Linked DNA regions of Mus musculus: region 1 is linked to region 2. Evidence: chromatin contacts called from public HiChIP or PLAC-seq data. All regions are on one chromosome and are shown on one strand. Each heading gives the region's core, a stretch centred on a gene start, on an enhancer-like site or on the middle of the called end of the contact. The rest is flanking DNA. Distances are from core to core; before and after follow the strand shown. Region 1 holds the start of Cinp (cyclin-dependent kinase 2 interacting protein). Region 2 overlaps Ppp2r5c (protein phosphatase 2, regulatory subunit B', gamma).

Evidence for each region. HiChIP or PLAC-seq counts read pairs in DNA pulled down with a chosen protein or histone mark.
Region 1: a contact with region 2 is called in an H3K27ac HiChIP or PLAC-seq map of trophoblast stem cells, with 13 read pairs. The contact joins the promoter of Cinp here to the enhancer-like site in region 2. A contact is called at or near these places in 1 of 39 promoter capture datasets (cranial neural crest), 12 of 115 datasets of contacts at active chromatin or transcription factors (astrocytes, bone marrow-derived macrophages, double positive thymocytes and 8 more) and 4 of 9 other capture datasets (adipose tissue, embryonic stem cells, liver and 1 more).

What each region holds. Positions count from the first base shown.
Region 1 is chr12:110,887,608-110,895,032 of GRCm38.p6, forward strand. Cinp (cyclin-dependent kinase 2 interacting protein) reads right to left here and starts at 1,538. Exons shown (of 5, transcript NM_026048.4): 1 at 1,459-1,538. The coding sequence starts at 1,465. It overlaps Tecpr2 (tectonin beta-propeller repeat containing 2), which reads left to right and starts at 1,657. Exons shown (of 20, transcript NM_001289510.1): 1 at 1,657-1,719.
Region 2 is chr12:110,470,138-110,477,032 of GRCm38.p6, forward strand. The region is part of intron 3 of Ppp2r5c (protein phosphatase 2, regulatory subunit B', gamma); the gene reads left to right. It overlaps Gm19605 (predicted gene, 19605), which reads right to left. Exons shown (of 6, transcript NR_168658.1): 3 at 6,434-6,864; 4 at 5,248-5,324; 5 at 4,259-4,783. Among named protein-coding and RNA genes, the nearest start is that of Gm19605, 12 kb to the right of the region's middle. Within about 2 kb of position 2,319, at least 36 of the 459 cell types and tissues checked have an H3K27ac peak or open chromatin away from gene starts, as enhancers often do. A contact at or near this core is called in bone marrow-derived macrophages, embryonic stem cells, epiblast stem cells and 2 more, where this site is marked.

The DNA of each region.
Region 1 (7,425 bases), core at 288-2,787, 420 kb after region 2:
TAAATATATTTGCAATAGTTAAATGCAAAAAGGGAAGTCATTGTCCTGGTTACTTTTGTGGTTAACTTGGTCAACCTGGGAAGAGAGAACCACAGTGTAACAACTGTTCGTGAGGATGTCTGCATGGTGAATGATGTACAAGGGCCTAACTCTCTGTGGTGCCGCAGCCCTTGGGCAATTGGTCCTGGGCTGTGTAAGAAACGATCTGAGGGGCTGGAGATGGCTCTGCGGACCTAGCACCCAAAAGAGGCTTACAATCAGCTGAGATTCCTATTCCAGAAGATACCATGTCCTCTTCTGGCCCCTGTGGATACAGCTGACACATGGTACGTTTACATAAATGTAGGTATTATACACGGAGAAGAAAATCCTAGGAAAAAGCAAGCCAGTAAGCAGCTATTCTTCATGGCTCCTGCCTCTGGTTCTGCTTGGGTTCCTACCGAGTTCCTTCATAGATGGATTGGGACCTGGAAGGGTAAGACAAATAAACCCTTTCCTTCCCAAGATGCTTTTTGGTGACGGTATTTTACCATGGCAACAGGAAGCAAGTTGAACAGTTATTTCCATCAAGAAGTCTTCCTGGACTCTCCCCCCCCAACCCCCGCCGCCGCCGCCCCCACTTCCACCCCTGGTTGCATTACGAGTCACTGCAGTAGACATATTATCTCCTATTCGTTGGCTGTCATCACATCCCCTAGTGAGTCAATTTCTTCTATTTCTTAATTCTATTTTCTCCGCAGGACTGAGTTCAACCACAGTAGGAGTTATGTCTTGTTCCCTCCCATAACTTGCACACACAGCTGATTGAGAATCAAACGGGCTCCATGGAGGAACTGCTCTCACCTCCTGCATTACATTCGTCCTTCTTCGGTAGGGGTCCCTAAGGGTGAGGATCACGGCTGACTAAGTTTGCCGGACCCACTTAGGAACCAAAAGCACAGCTCTGACTTCTAGACACTCAGAGACAAATGGGGAGATGTCAGTAATGTGAGTCGCAGGGCAGCTGGTAGAGAGAGAGGCACAGCAGTTTAGCTGCTTACCTCTTGTAAGCTACCAAAGCAAAACGGGACTCAGCAAGCCATACGCTAACGCACTGACCCATGCGACACGAACCGACAGAGACAGCCTTTATTACACACTGCAAGCTCCACGGCCCGTCTTACTGAATGCCGGAGTTTAGGGAAGGGTTCTCCGAGGGGCTGGCACGTCAGGCTTGGCTCCAATGTGCTCAGGGATGCTCTGAGCGTCACACCACTGACACTTCACGCACATCACCGCACTCAGACGACACTCACACCGTAATGAACAAGGCTCCCGGCAGCCCACGAGGTCCAGGCGCGCCCTGCATGTCACGTCGCGCGCGGACTCATGACCTCCCCCACCCACCCTCCCACCCCTCATGACCACGTCCACGACCTGCAGCCCCCACAACTAGGGAAACACAGCACTGTCACGCACCTTCCATGCGGCGGCCCACAGGTAGATTCCTGAGAAGACCCAAAAACCCGCCTGCGAACTGAGGAAGTGACGTCACTTCCGTCCTTGGGCCCGCCCACACTTGTGGCTCTGCCGCTCTAGCCCTCCGCGGAGTCACTGCTACTCTCTGAGGCCTAACCCGTTGCCTAGGCAACAGGCTCCCAGCAGCCCCTGCGGCCCGGAGTCCATCCCGCCTCCTCCGGGTTGGCGGGGCTGAGGTGTCCTGAGGGGCTGCCGCGGGAGGTGAGTTCGGGAGCGCGCGGGCGGGTGCCGGACGCCTCCGACGTCCCCGACGCCGCCCCTCGCCTTTCCTCCCCCTGGCAGAGCCGCCTTCCCCTGTCTCAGCCCCTCAGCGTCTCCACAGCCGCGTCGCCGTCCCCCTGGCAGCCGCCGCACGCGGCGCATCTGTCAGCCGGAGTCTGTGCAGAGCACCGGGCGTCGCAGCGTTCGCACACCGCCCCGGGCCGCCCTGGCGTCCCGGCTCCCCTCGCTCCTCCCCTCCTGCCCCACCCTGCATCCCTCTCGCGGCCGGCTCCAGGCTCCTCAGCCTGGAGATTGACATTGCGTTCTGTTCTGTCCCCCCGATCCTCAGCTGGATCCCTTACATTGCCGCTGGCTTGGCCGCCCAGTAGGAGTTGAGTAAGGGTTGGTTAAATGGATACCGAATGCCTCCCGGTGTGGCCCCCGAGGCGGAATGGACAGTGAATGGGGTGACCCTGGGTCAGACTCGGGGTCAGGTCATTGCGCTTCCCCTTCCTACCCGTTTACTGGAGCAAGTGTCAACTTCCTAGCTTCAGTTTCGTCATCCGTAAAATGATAAGTTTTTATCTTGGGATAGTGGAGGATTAAATGGGTCAGTGCATGCATGCACAGCCGACCGTCCAGGGTCTGACTGAATATGATCAAGGTTAGTCTCTGCTGTCACCCACACGGCTCTGTGGGCTTCGCTGCTTTTTCCTCTAGTCCCTTAAGTCTCTGGTTTCCCATTTCTTTCCATCTCCGTCTTTACTTTTCTTTCCTACCCTTTGTGCTTCCTTTCTTTCTCACCGATATTCAGGTATTTTTCTGTTCCATTTGTTGGCAGCATGTGAGGTGTATCGTTTTGTCGTTGACTGGAATGATCATTTGCAGCCAAGGTTTTGAAAACTTTTGGAGCAGGGAGTTGTGGGAAATCAGGTCCTAGGTATGAAGTTGCTCTAGTCTCTTATCGCCAGAGAGTCCTTGTCTTCGAAGCTGTTACACTTTTTGTACCTACTCGCACCCAGCTGTAATGCTGATATACCTGTGATCATTTTGTTTGTTTTTGCAACCTGACTTACAGCCCGTGTTTGTTCATTCATTGAGTGTTTACTAGACTTCCCTCATGCCAGTTGCTGGGCCAGGCCCTAGGGGTGTATGCTTACACTTCACACCTAGTCACTCCCTCAGGAAGGTTGGAGTCTAGCTCTTGAGATTTCAAACCTGAGAATCCCGTCTGGTTTGGGAATCATGGATGGGTAAAATGAAATAAAGTCCTTCAGGGGTTCACTCCCCCCCCCCACCCCGTAACTTTTAAAAATCGTGTTTTATGTGAATGGATGTCTTGCCTCCATGTGTTTTTGTGTACCCACGTGTGTGAAGTGCCTACTGAGGTCAGAAGAGGGTATCAGATGCCCTGGAAGTTAGCTGCCATGTGGGTGCTGGGAATTGAACTCTGGTCCTCTGGAAGGGATACCCTGTGTTACAGGCTGAGCTACCTCTCCGAGAGCCCTAAGCAGTTGTTTTGATGTAGCCACATTGTCTTTTTCAATGGAAGACTGGTTCTTATTGGGTTGGTTTTCAGTTTTTCTTAGGGAAGTTATCTTTTGGGGTTGAAGAGCTCGGAGTCCATTCATAGTAGCCTCTAATTTAAACAAAATAGCTGCTGGCACTTAGTGGAGAGGAGGAAGAAAGCAGACGACAACAATGATCTTGAATTTAGAAAGGTGAAGAACAAATTAGGAGATGGTTATATTAATAAGAATGGACGTTAGGGACAGGGAGTGTGGTAGAATCAGAAGAAGAAATTAGGTGGTGGTTTGTTTTATTTAGGGTTGTTGTTGTTTTCCAAGACAGGGTTTCTCTGTATAGGTGTGGCTGTCCTGGAACTCAGGCCAACTTTGAATTCAAAGATCCTGCCTGCCTCTGGCTGGAACTAAAAGCGTGTGCCAGCCCATCTGGTTTGGTGGTGTTTTCTCTGGATTATTGAGACAGAAGCAGCTTCAGAATGTATGTTTCCCATGAATGTAGCCTTCGGATCTGGTCACGAGATTTCCAGTGAATCTTTGCTGTGGTCTTGGGGCAATGTGGCATAGAATTTTGTTTGTTTTCTTTTGGGGGACAGGATCTCACTATAAAGACCAGACTGTCTACAGCTTGGAGAGATGCTCCTGCCTCAGCCTCCTGAGTGCTTGAATTGTAGGTGTGCACCACCATATGTGGCTCAGCACAGGGGGTTTGAGAGAGATTAACCCAACAAGTATGTGTTGAGTGTTGATTGTACTGTAGCCTATTGGATGTTTCTATTCTTTGTTGTAGTTTGTCTGTTAGACGTGGGGGTTGGCAGAATCTTGCTGTGTAGACTTTGATTGGTGTGTAAACTGTCAGTGTAAGCCAAGCTGGCCTTGAGTTTATAGTGTTCATCCTCTCTTTACTTCCGTGTCCTAGGGTTACAAGCTCATTTAGGGGACCAGCATGGTGCCTTATCAGGTAAGGGCACTTGCCTTGCAAACCTCATGACTTGAGTTCTTAGTAACCCAGAACTGCACCTAATGCTGTGACTTACTGACCTCTCCGTGTCTTTCAAGAAAACATGTTTAAAGCAAAAGTCATTATGACAGCTATGGAAAACAGTTTGACAATGCATTTAAAATTTTTCACTTCTTGAAACCCTTGTTAGTATTGCTAATTCACTTCCACTGGACTAGCCTTTTTCTACTTTTAAATGTTTCCAAGGGTCTGGAGAAACAGCTCAGTGGTTAAGAGCACTTGTTGCTCTTTCAGAAGACTTGAGTTAGGTTCCCAGCATCCATCTCAAGTGGTTCATAGCCACTTCTAACTCTGAGTCCAGAGGCACTGATGCCCTCTTCTGAGCTTCAATGGCACTTGCAATATAATTAAAAATTAAAACTAGGGGCTGGAGAGATGGCTCAGCAGTTAAAAGTACTTGTTGCTCTTGCAGAGGACCTGAGTTTGAGTCCTAGTAGATGGTGGCTCATAACTGTCTGTTATTTCAGTTCCAGGGGATCCAATACCTTCTTCTGGCCTCTGCAGGTACCAGGTATACACATTGTACACAGACACATAAGCAGGCAAAACACCCATACCTGTGGTGGTGGTGGTGGTGGTGGTGGTGGTGGTGGTGGTGGTGATGATAAAATATTAAAAATAAAAGCTTTCCAAGAATATTTTTGGATATATTTCTATGCTGTTTATAATGGTAAAACCAACATTAAAAGAGAATTTTTGTGATCCATATAATGCATTCTTGGCGTTGTTGTTGCTGTTGTTTGTGTTTTTGAGCCAGTGCCCACCATGTAGCCCAGGCTGGTCTGAAGCTCACTTTGTAGTCCTCACTGGCCTCTAACTGGGGAGCCTCAGAAGGGCTGGGCTGTCATACCCTGCTGCAATCTTATTACTCCTGCTCCTTATTATCAGAGCCCTGTGCTCATACAGTGCTCTACCTGCTTTGAAAGGTAATAGCCAGTGGCTAACTGGCTTTGTCTGCCAGCCATGCTGTTTGCATTTGATTGGATCCTGTGGGTTTGTGCACTAGGGTGCTAGTGTTGCCTGATCCTGAGAACAGACATCTCCTAGTCAAAGCTGTGTGGTCCTTGTAAGGCTATAAATTTATGATGGCTAGTGTTTAGACAGTGCAGCTCTCATAGTGTAGATTTCTGTTGTATTAGTTCTGTGGCTTGGACAGGTTTCTGAACCTTTCAAGCTTTGGCTTCTGTTAAAAGAATATGATCCAGTTAGAGCCCTAACAATCAAGGGTAGAGTTACAATCATTATTGCCATTATTAGTCCCTTTCAGGATGTTTCTCTACAGTGGACCTCTACTGGATAGGCTGGTACCATGTGTGGAAACTGGATAATCATATCTGTGTTTTCCCAACCTCGAGCAAAAGCTCCTTGATATTGCTCCATTCCTGTCACTCACTCTTTCCTTCGCTGTTATCCTTGCTCATCATTCATTCATCTGCTCAGTGCATACCTGCCCAGTGCCTCTGACATCCCAGCCCTTCTCTAGATGCTCTAGGGGAGTAAGTGAGGCATTGTGGCCTCTGCTCTCATGGGTCTGTGTGTCTGTGTATGTGCACATGCATGCACATGCTTCCATGTTCAGAAAATCTAGAAAGCATGTAGACAAAGCAAAGCAGGCTACATGAGAGGAGTTAGGAGTGCTGTGCTGGGGCGGGTGGTTAGGCGAGATCTCGTGTAGGATGGGCCTTTTAGCAGAAACCTATTTGTTGAGGGCCTTCTTTGTAGCAAAAGCTGAATGGTACTTAGGTCATTGAAGGTGCTCAGGTGAGAATGGGTTTGATGAACCTAATCAGAAGAGGACTAAGGACTCAGTCACTCAAATGTAGAGTCATAGAGAACTCACTGTTCAAAGGGATAGTGAATTGAGCATCCCAAGAATTTACTAAGCAGGGCTCAGAAGGCCTCATGGGACCTGTGCTGGCTAATTTTTACATTAACTTGACACAGCTATAGTTACCGGAGAGGAGAGAGTCTCAATTGAGAAAATGCTTCCACAAGATCGGGCTGTACATGGTCCTGTAAAGCACTAATCTTTCTTAATTAGTGATTGATGGGAGAGGGCCTTGCCTATTGTGGGTGCTGCCATCCCTGGGCTGGTGGTCCTGGGTTCTGTAAGAAAACAGGCTGAGCAAGCCATGAAGAGGAAACCGATAAGCATTATTCTACTTTTGCTTCTGCATCAGCTCCTGCCTCCAGGTTCCTGGTCTGCTTGAGTTCCTGTCCTGACGTCCTCAGGTGATAAACAGCAGTGTGGAAGTGTAAAACAGGCCTTCTCCTCTCCAGTTGGCCTTTGGTCATAGTGTTTCCTTACAGTAGTAGTAACTAACGAGGAAAAAATCTGAAGGTGTAAACTCTACCTCCAGTTTGAATCAGAAAGATTGTCAGTGTATACCTATTGGTTATGTCGGAGCTATGGTTAAGGCTCAACTCTGTGGTCCACACTGGGTCTCACTTCAGTGCTTTCTTCTGAAAGTTGAGGAAGAGACCACCTGTGTGCTAGGGCAGAGTAAGGCTTAAATAAGTGAGTGAACTTTGTTAAGCTCAAGGTGCTGGTGAGGGTAGAGTATCTTGATTTAGTTCACAGAGTATCTTGACTTAGTGCAGGGTGACCATATCCCAAATACTGAGGTGGCTATGGGGACCTGGTTTTTCACCAGACATTAACAGGGGAGTTCATTTCTCTAGACTGGGCTTATTGTTATTGTTGTGTTGGAATTGCTGCTCGAGTCCAGACAGATCACACCAGGCCAATGCAATTCCACGTGGCAGAAGTTTATTGGGGGGAGGGGGGAGGAAGGGGTGACAGAGACAAAGAGGAAAGAGAGAAGAAGGAAAAGGGGGCGAAGGTCAGAAAGGGTCTGCTTTTTATTTAGGCTGTGACATAACAGCTCGCAGGCAGAGGTGGGAAGTGGACTCTGGGAATGTATGCAATTGCCATGGCAAGAGATGCGCCTATGAGTGACTTCACTGGGTTTGGAGGTGATCTGCCAAGCCAGTTCCTGATACCAGTAGTTCTAATACAGGCTTTCTCCTGTGTCTTGCTCAGACAGGTGGACTATATTGTTGGATGTTTTCAGTAGAGTCTTTTCTAGACTTCTTTTGGCTAGGCAGGGGTTGCAAGTGATTTTGAAGCTGTGTTTGTTGTTGTTGGGTTTTTTGTTTGTT
Region 2 (6,895 bases), core at 1,069-3,568:
CTTTTGCTCACAGTTGCTGGGGTGGGTCTGAGAGCAGGTTTCGTCCAGAATCCAGAAGGCCCGCCATCGATTCCCGGCACCACAAGGTTAGTCTGGGGACCACACAGACCCTGGTGCTTGTTTTTATTTCTAGTTTTGTGAAGAATGGCATTTAGTATTTTGATAGAAGTTATATTGAATTGGTCAGGTTACCTTAGGTAGTATAGGCGTTTATATAATGTTCCTTCAGTCAACCCATGGACATGGGGTCATATTCTTCCATCTTGGTGTGTCCCCTTCCATCTGTCCCGTCAGTGCTTTGTAATTCCCTTTCCAGAGACGCATCACTCTCCTCCTTAAGTGTATTCCTGAGCCCGTTATTGTTTATGTTCATTATGGGTGGGAATGTGTCCTTTATTTTTCTGCAAATTTGTTGTCTATACATACTAATGATCCTAGAATTTTTCTTTGAGTTTGCTTTTGTCTTTTGAAATAATCTTGGTATGTTCTCCAGGTTTGAACTTGTGAGCCCAAGTGATGCCTGCAAGTAGCTGGGTCACCACGGTGCCCAGCCTAGCCGGGTCTGCAGGCGCACACCATGGTGCCCAGCTTACCCTGGCTGTCCTTTTTCTTCTTACTGTACCACTGATTGACCCGAGGACCTTATTCGCCCTAGGAAAGTGCTCAACCACTGAGCTATACCACCAGCCTTCTTTTGACTTTATTATTTTGCAACATAAACTCACTAATTTGGCCAGACTATTCTTAAACTTACCCTCTAGTCCAAACAGGCTCTGAATTTGTTAGCATCCTACCTTAGCCTCCTAAACCTGGGATTGTGGTTTGCAGTGCTAGGTCTAACTTACACTCATTTTTTTTTTTTAATGTTGATTTTTGTTCTTGGCAGCATTACAAAATTCTTACATCATTTTTTTCTTTTATCAGTTTTGGTAGGTATTTATTTATTAACGAAACCCTTAAACTTTCTTATATAGGGACTGGAGAGATGGCTCAGTGATTAAGAGCACTGGCTGCTCTTCCAGAGGACCCAGATTCAAGCCCCAGCCCTCACGTGGCAGCTCACCCTGGTTGCAGGGGACCGGCCTTAGTCATTGATCTATTGCTATGAAGAGACACCATAGACACTCTTAGAAAGGAAAACGTTTAGTTAGGGCTGCTTTATAGTTTCAGAGTCTTAGTGCATTATCACTGGGCAGAGAACATGGCTACACATAAGCAGACACAGCGCTGGAGACGGAGTCAAGGTTCTACATCCAGATCCACAGGCAGGAAGAGAGAAATGAAACCCAGGAGCCCACCCCCAGTGACACACTTCCACCGACAAGGCCACCCCTGCTAATCCTTTCAAATACCACCACTCCCTATGAGCCTACAGGGGTGAGGTGGGGGTGGGGTGGGTGTGGGGGGCATTTTCATTCAAACCACAACGTGATCCAGTCCCATAATTCTGGCTTCTCCAGGAGCCAGGCCCACATCTGGTGCACCGATGTACAAACAGACCAAATAGCCATACACATAAAAATAGAAATGACCTTGTTTTAAAGTTAAGGCTATCAGCTGAGGGTGGTGACACATACCTTAAGATCCAGCACTCAGGGAATCAGGAAGGTGGATCTCTGTGAGTTCAAGACCAGTCTGGTCTACAGAATGAGCTCTATGACAGCCAGGGCTACACAGAGAAACCCTGTCTCGAAAACAACAAAGCAAACATAAAAGCCCTCTATATGGTAAGGCCATGCTATCTGCCATAGCTTCAGTTTGGTTGCCCTTGATTTCCCTCTCGTGTTGGATCGTTCTGTCTAGGACTATAGCATGCTTTGAGTAAGAGTGTGAGGATGGCGTCCTCCTGTTGCTCCTGACCTCAAGGAATGCTTTCAGCTCTTCCCACTCAGTACACACAGCCTTTGTTGTGAAATGTGTCCCTCTGTGCCTGTCCTTTCTTCCCTCTGTCTCTCTGTTTTCCCTTCCTTTTTTTTTTTTTTTTTGTACTGGAACCTGTAAGGGTCTATCATTCTCTGAAGAATGATACCCTGGACTCAAACTATGTAAACACAACGAGTGTTTTATTCTGCACAAGTCCAGCATGCTGGGGTCTCCCATTACCCGAATAGAGAGACACACAGGTGAGCTCACAGGCCTGATTTAAAGCACGTTAGGGAATTTCTGGGTAGGTGACCTCTGTGTTAATCTGTTGGGTCCATCTCTATGCAGATTCCTTTACCTGGGTGTAAGGGCTGGGAACCTGCTGTGGAAGGTCTGGAAGCTGCTGCTGACCCATTGTCCTTGCCTCAGGCCAGATGATGGGCGGGGCAGCTTCTGGGGACTTGCCTGGACTTGCCCGGTTCTCAGAAACAGAGATTTGGGCCTAGTCTCCTTAACTCCCAATGTGAAGCCTATCAAAGAATCAGCCTGGCCTTCTCAGAACCCACTAAAGTAGAAATTAAAAGTATGTTGACCAGGCTGGCCTCAGACTCACAGAGCCCTACCTGCCTCTGCCTCCTGAGGGCTGGCATTACAGACATGCACCATCACAGAGTACCATGGGTTCTTCCTGTGTCTGATGTCACGATGGTCATACAGCCTTTCTGTCTATCATTCTGTTAATGTGATAAGTTTATTGGTTACACGTGTCAAATCATTCTTGCCTCTCTGTTATGACTCATAGATTTTGTCCTCTTTCTCTGTTTGTTTGTCTCTTTCTTTCTTGATTCATTCATTTATATGAAAGCTGTCTGCATGGACACCTGAATGCCATCAGATTGCATTACAGATGGTTGTGAGCCACCATGTGGTTGCTGGGAACTGAACTCAGGACCTCTGGAAGAGAAGCCAGAGATCTTAACATCTGAGCCCAGTCTCTTGCTTCCTCCGTTTTCTTTCTTTCTTTTTTTCTTTTTTTTTGGGTTTTCGAGACAGGGTTTCTCTGTATAGCTCTGGCTGTCCTGGAACTCACTCTGTAGACCAGGCTGGCCTTGAACTCAGAAATCCACCTGCCTCTGCCTCCCAAGTGCTGGGGTTAAAGGCGTGCGCCACCACGCCCGGCTCATTTTCATTTTTTAAGATGTATTTATTTTTATTTTGTGTGTATGAGTGTTTACCTGCATGTATCTAAATGTACCAGGTGTATTGCTAATGTATACCAGGCTGACCTCAAATTTTGAGAGAGCTAGCTGTCTGCCTCTGCCTCCCAAGTGCTGGGATCAAAGGTGTGGGCATGCCCGTGCCCATCCACGCCCAGCAGCTCTAGATGTCTTTAACTTGACTTTCTTATTGAAATATAGTTTCTTTTGTGTGTTTGGATGTGAGTCCTCTTATTTTATCATACAATTCACTCATCAGTATTATAAAAACTAAATACAAGGCCGGGCTGTGGTAGCGCATGCCTGTAATCCCAGCACTTGGGAGGCAGGCGGATTTCTGAGTTCAAGGCCAGCCTGGTTTACAAAGTGAGTTCTAGGACAGCCAGGGCTATACAGAGAAACCCATCTCATGTACCCCTAATTCTCAGTAGCAGGCACAGAATCACCCTGGTTTTTTGAATACCTGTTCCCTGTTGTCTCACTGAGACTCTCCTGGTGTGTCTCCTCCGCAGCCCATCTGTTTACCTTTTAATTTCACATGGTTGTCTTTTTCATTTCTGGATGTTGTAGTTAATTTTTTTTTTTAATTTTCCTTGTGGGCTTGGGAGATAGCTTGGTAGGTTGTAGTGCAGGAAACACAAGTTTGGGGACCCAAGTTCAGGCCTCCAACATCCATGTAAAATTCTGGGTGTGGCTGTACCTGCCTGTAAGACCAGCCTCTAGGGTCAGAGTTGGGAGTGGCTAGTGATGTGACAGAATCTCTGGGCATCTGGCTGTCTACCTAGATGAAAACCAGCAAGGTCTAGGTTCAAAGAGAGACTCTGTGCTGAAGGAATAAAGCAGAGAACAATATAGGAGTACACCTGACATCTCAGCTGGCCTTGGTACAGGTACACACAAGCACACGTGTGCATATGCACACACACACACACACACACACACACCCCACATATGTGTACACATATACACATACATGTATACACATGCATACATGCACACATGCTTACAACACATGTGTACATACACATACTGGGTATACATGTACATACATCCATACCCTGTGCACACATACTTGTATGGATGTGTGTACATACATGTATTGCACAGACACACACACATACACACACACGTGTGCTTACTTACACCTCTAATACCCACATCCAAAAGAAATGTCTTACCACTTGAAAATATTCTGCTATCCTCTTGCATGTACTGTCAAACTCTTTTCTTTAAATAGAGCAAACACCGGTGTTTTCCAGCCTCTGTCAGAAAAACTAACACCAGCAGTTGTGACATCAAGCTCATAATGTCTTCTTTCTGCGCGCCTCTTTATTTTTATGATGTGCTAATCACCATCCTCAAATATTTTTAACAAATCGAGGCCTTAGAATGAAAGTCCTCCAGCAGGCTTTGTTTGTTTTTCTTGGGCCAGAATCCTTTTGCCAAATACTTGCAGTTTGGGAATTCCTTAAGCCGTGACACTTGACTAATAAATAGTCTGCCGAGCCAGCTGCTACTCAGCGCCCCACTCCCCCTTGTAGGTGCTCTAAGTGGAGGCTGTCTTGGCTGGAGTACATCAAAGGTGAGGCTGTGTGACTCAGGCGATGACATTTTTCTTCACTGTGGAAGCAACATCATCTGTGTTGGCCTAGCAGAAGTGATGGTGCTGGCCGACTGCTCTCTGTCACGCAGTCACATCCCCCCTATGCAATGCAGAAAGCGCAGGAATAGCTTGTGAGGTCCACTCTGTTGTCCTGACCATGAATCCCACATCAGTCAGCCATACAGGAATGCTTCGTGGCCTCGCTAATCCCTTCAGAGTCAGGAGTGGAGTGGGCTAACAGACATTATTTTCTTACCAACTAGATATATGAAAACTAGGCTAGGCATTATTCTGACTTTGGATTACCAGTTTCCTCTGAACCTTTTATGCGTGACTATTTTATTATCGTTGATTTCATCTTTCTTTCTAATGTTAAAATGCAGGATTTCAACCCTACCCATGCCTTTAAAAAAATTTTTTTTAGCTTAGTGTTGTTATTCATTTTATGTGCATGGATGATTTGTCTGAATATATACACGTGTGCCATGTCTGTGTCTGGTGGCTGTGGAGGTCAGAAAAAGGCATCAGATCTCCTAAAACTGGAGTTACAGGATAGGAGCCTACCTGTGTCGGGCCTCCAGACCACGTTGGCCTGCCAGTTCCCATTGTAGCCCACAAAGGCCTTCAGCCACAACTGCTCCCTGCCAATGGGAGGGAAAGAGACACCCTATAAGGAAGCAGACTCAGAAAGCTGGCAACCAGCATAGCTGTCCCCAAACTACACAGATAAGCTGATAGGAGCTAAACAAAGAAAGAGTGGTCAGGTAAGGGACCTGGGGTATGACTAGGGAGGCTCAAACCCAGATCCTCTGCAAGAGCAGGGAGTGCTTCCAACCACTGAGCTATCTCTCCAGCCCAGCCTATGTATTTTTGGATGTGTGTGTGTGTGTGTGTGTGTGTGTGTATGTGTATGTTTGCATATGTACATTTATGTGTAGAGCATTGGTGTGACTGACCATGGTACGTGTTTGGAGGTCATAGGATAACTTAGGTGTCACCCTTCGACTTCCACCTTCCTTGAATGAAGGTCTTTTGTTTGATGACACACACAGTAAGCTAGCTGGCCCAAGGGCTTCCTGTCTCCCATCTCACCATAGAACCACTGGAATTACATGGATCCCAGCGATTTGAACTCAGTCTCTCATACTAGCATGGCAAGGACTTTACCCACTGAGCCAGGCCCCTGCCTCCTACCTATTTTTGATACCTTGATTTCTGGCATAGTGAGGCACCTCCCAGGCTGGTTATATTCCTCCCTCTCTCAGGCCTGCAGTGGAGGGTGCTTTGAAGACCAGAATCTGGGGTGAGGTGGGGGAGGGGTGCTCATTGTCACTGGGACACAGTACTTTCAAGGAAGGGACATCAAGTGTACAGTGTTAAATTGACATTCATTTGTTGTTTCTATGTAGATTTTATAATGTTTTCTTAGATTTTCATTTTTATCTCTTACTAAATGGATCTTGATTCCTCCCATCCTGGATATAATTGTGGCTGTGTGCCCTACTAAAGCAATTGCAACATCAAAAATGCTGACATTGTAGACCAGCACTTTGAGTTGGTTCATCTTATTGTAGAAGAACTGTTGACATTTGAATTGGGTCCCACTAAAATGTTAGGAATCTAGTGAGTGGGGTAGGGATACAACTCAGAGGAGAGGTACCTGCCTACCACGTGTAAGAACCCCAGTTCCAGCCTCAGCACACGTGGTGGGAGGAGGCAGTGGAGAGAGTTGGCCTTGTAGGATACTTACACACTTATTCAGAGTATACCAAGCCTCTCCGTTTGCTGAGACCACTGTCACCTCCTTGCCAGTCTCGGCACTGCTGACCGCTCTGTTCAGGGTCCTTGTGCCTCCCAGGCGTCACAGGCCGACTCATCTGTGAGCTTATCTGTAACATTTGTTGTCGCTGTTCGTGTCTTGGAACCGCTCCTTACATGACTTCAGAGGGAAGCGTCTGACCCATAGCAGATTGTGTCCACATAACTCCCAGATTAGTGATGTCCCCCTTGTGTGGGAGATGCCTGTCCCTCTGTGCTTGTTCATTGCTGGGTCATATAAAAGCCTCAGTCATTTGAGGTGTGAAGGGTGCTTTGTAATTTAACCTCAGAGGTTGATTATAGTCTCAGGCCTGCTCAGTGAAACATTAGTCCAAGTCATTCCCTTCACTTGGTGTTTGGGGTCTGGAAGATAAAAGTGCCAAATGTTAAATGA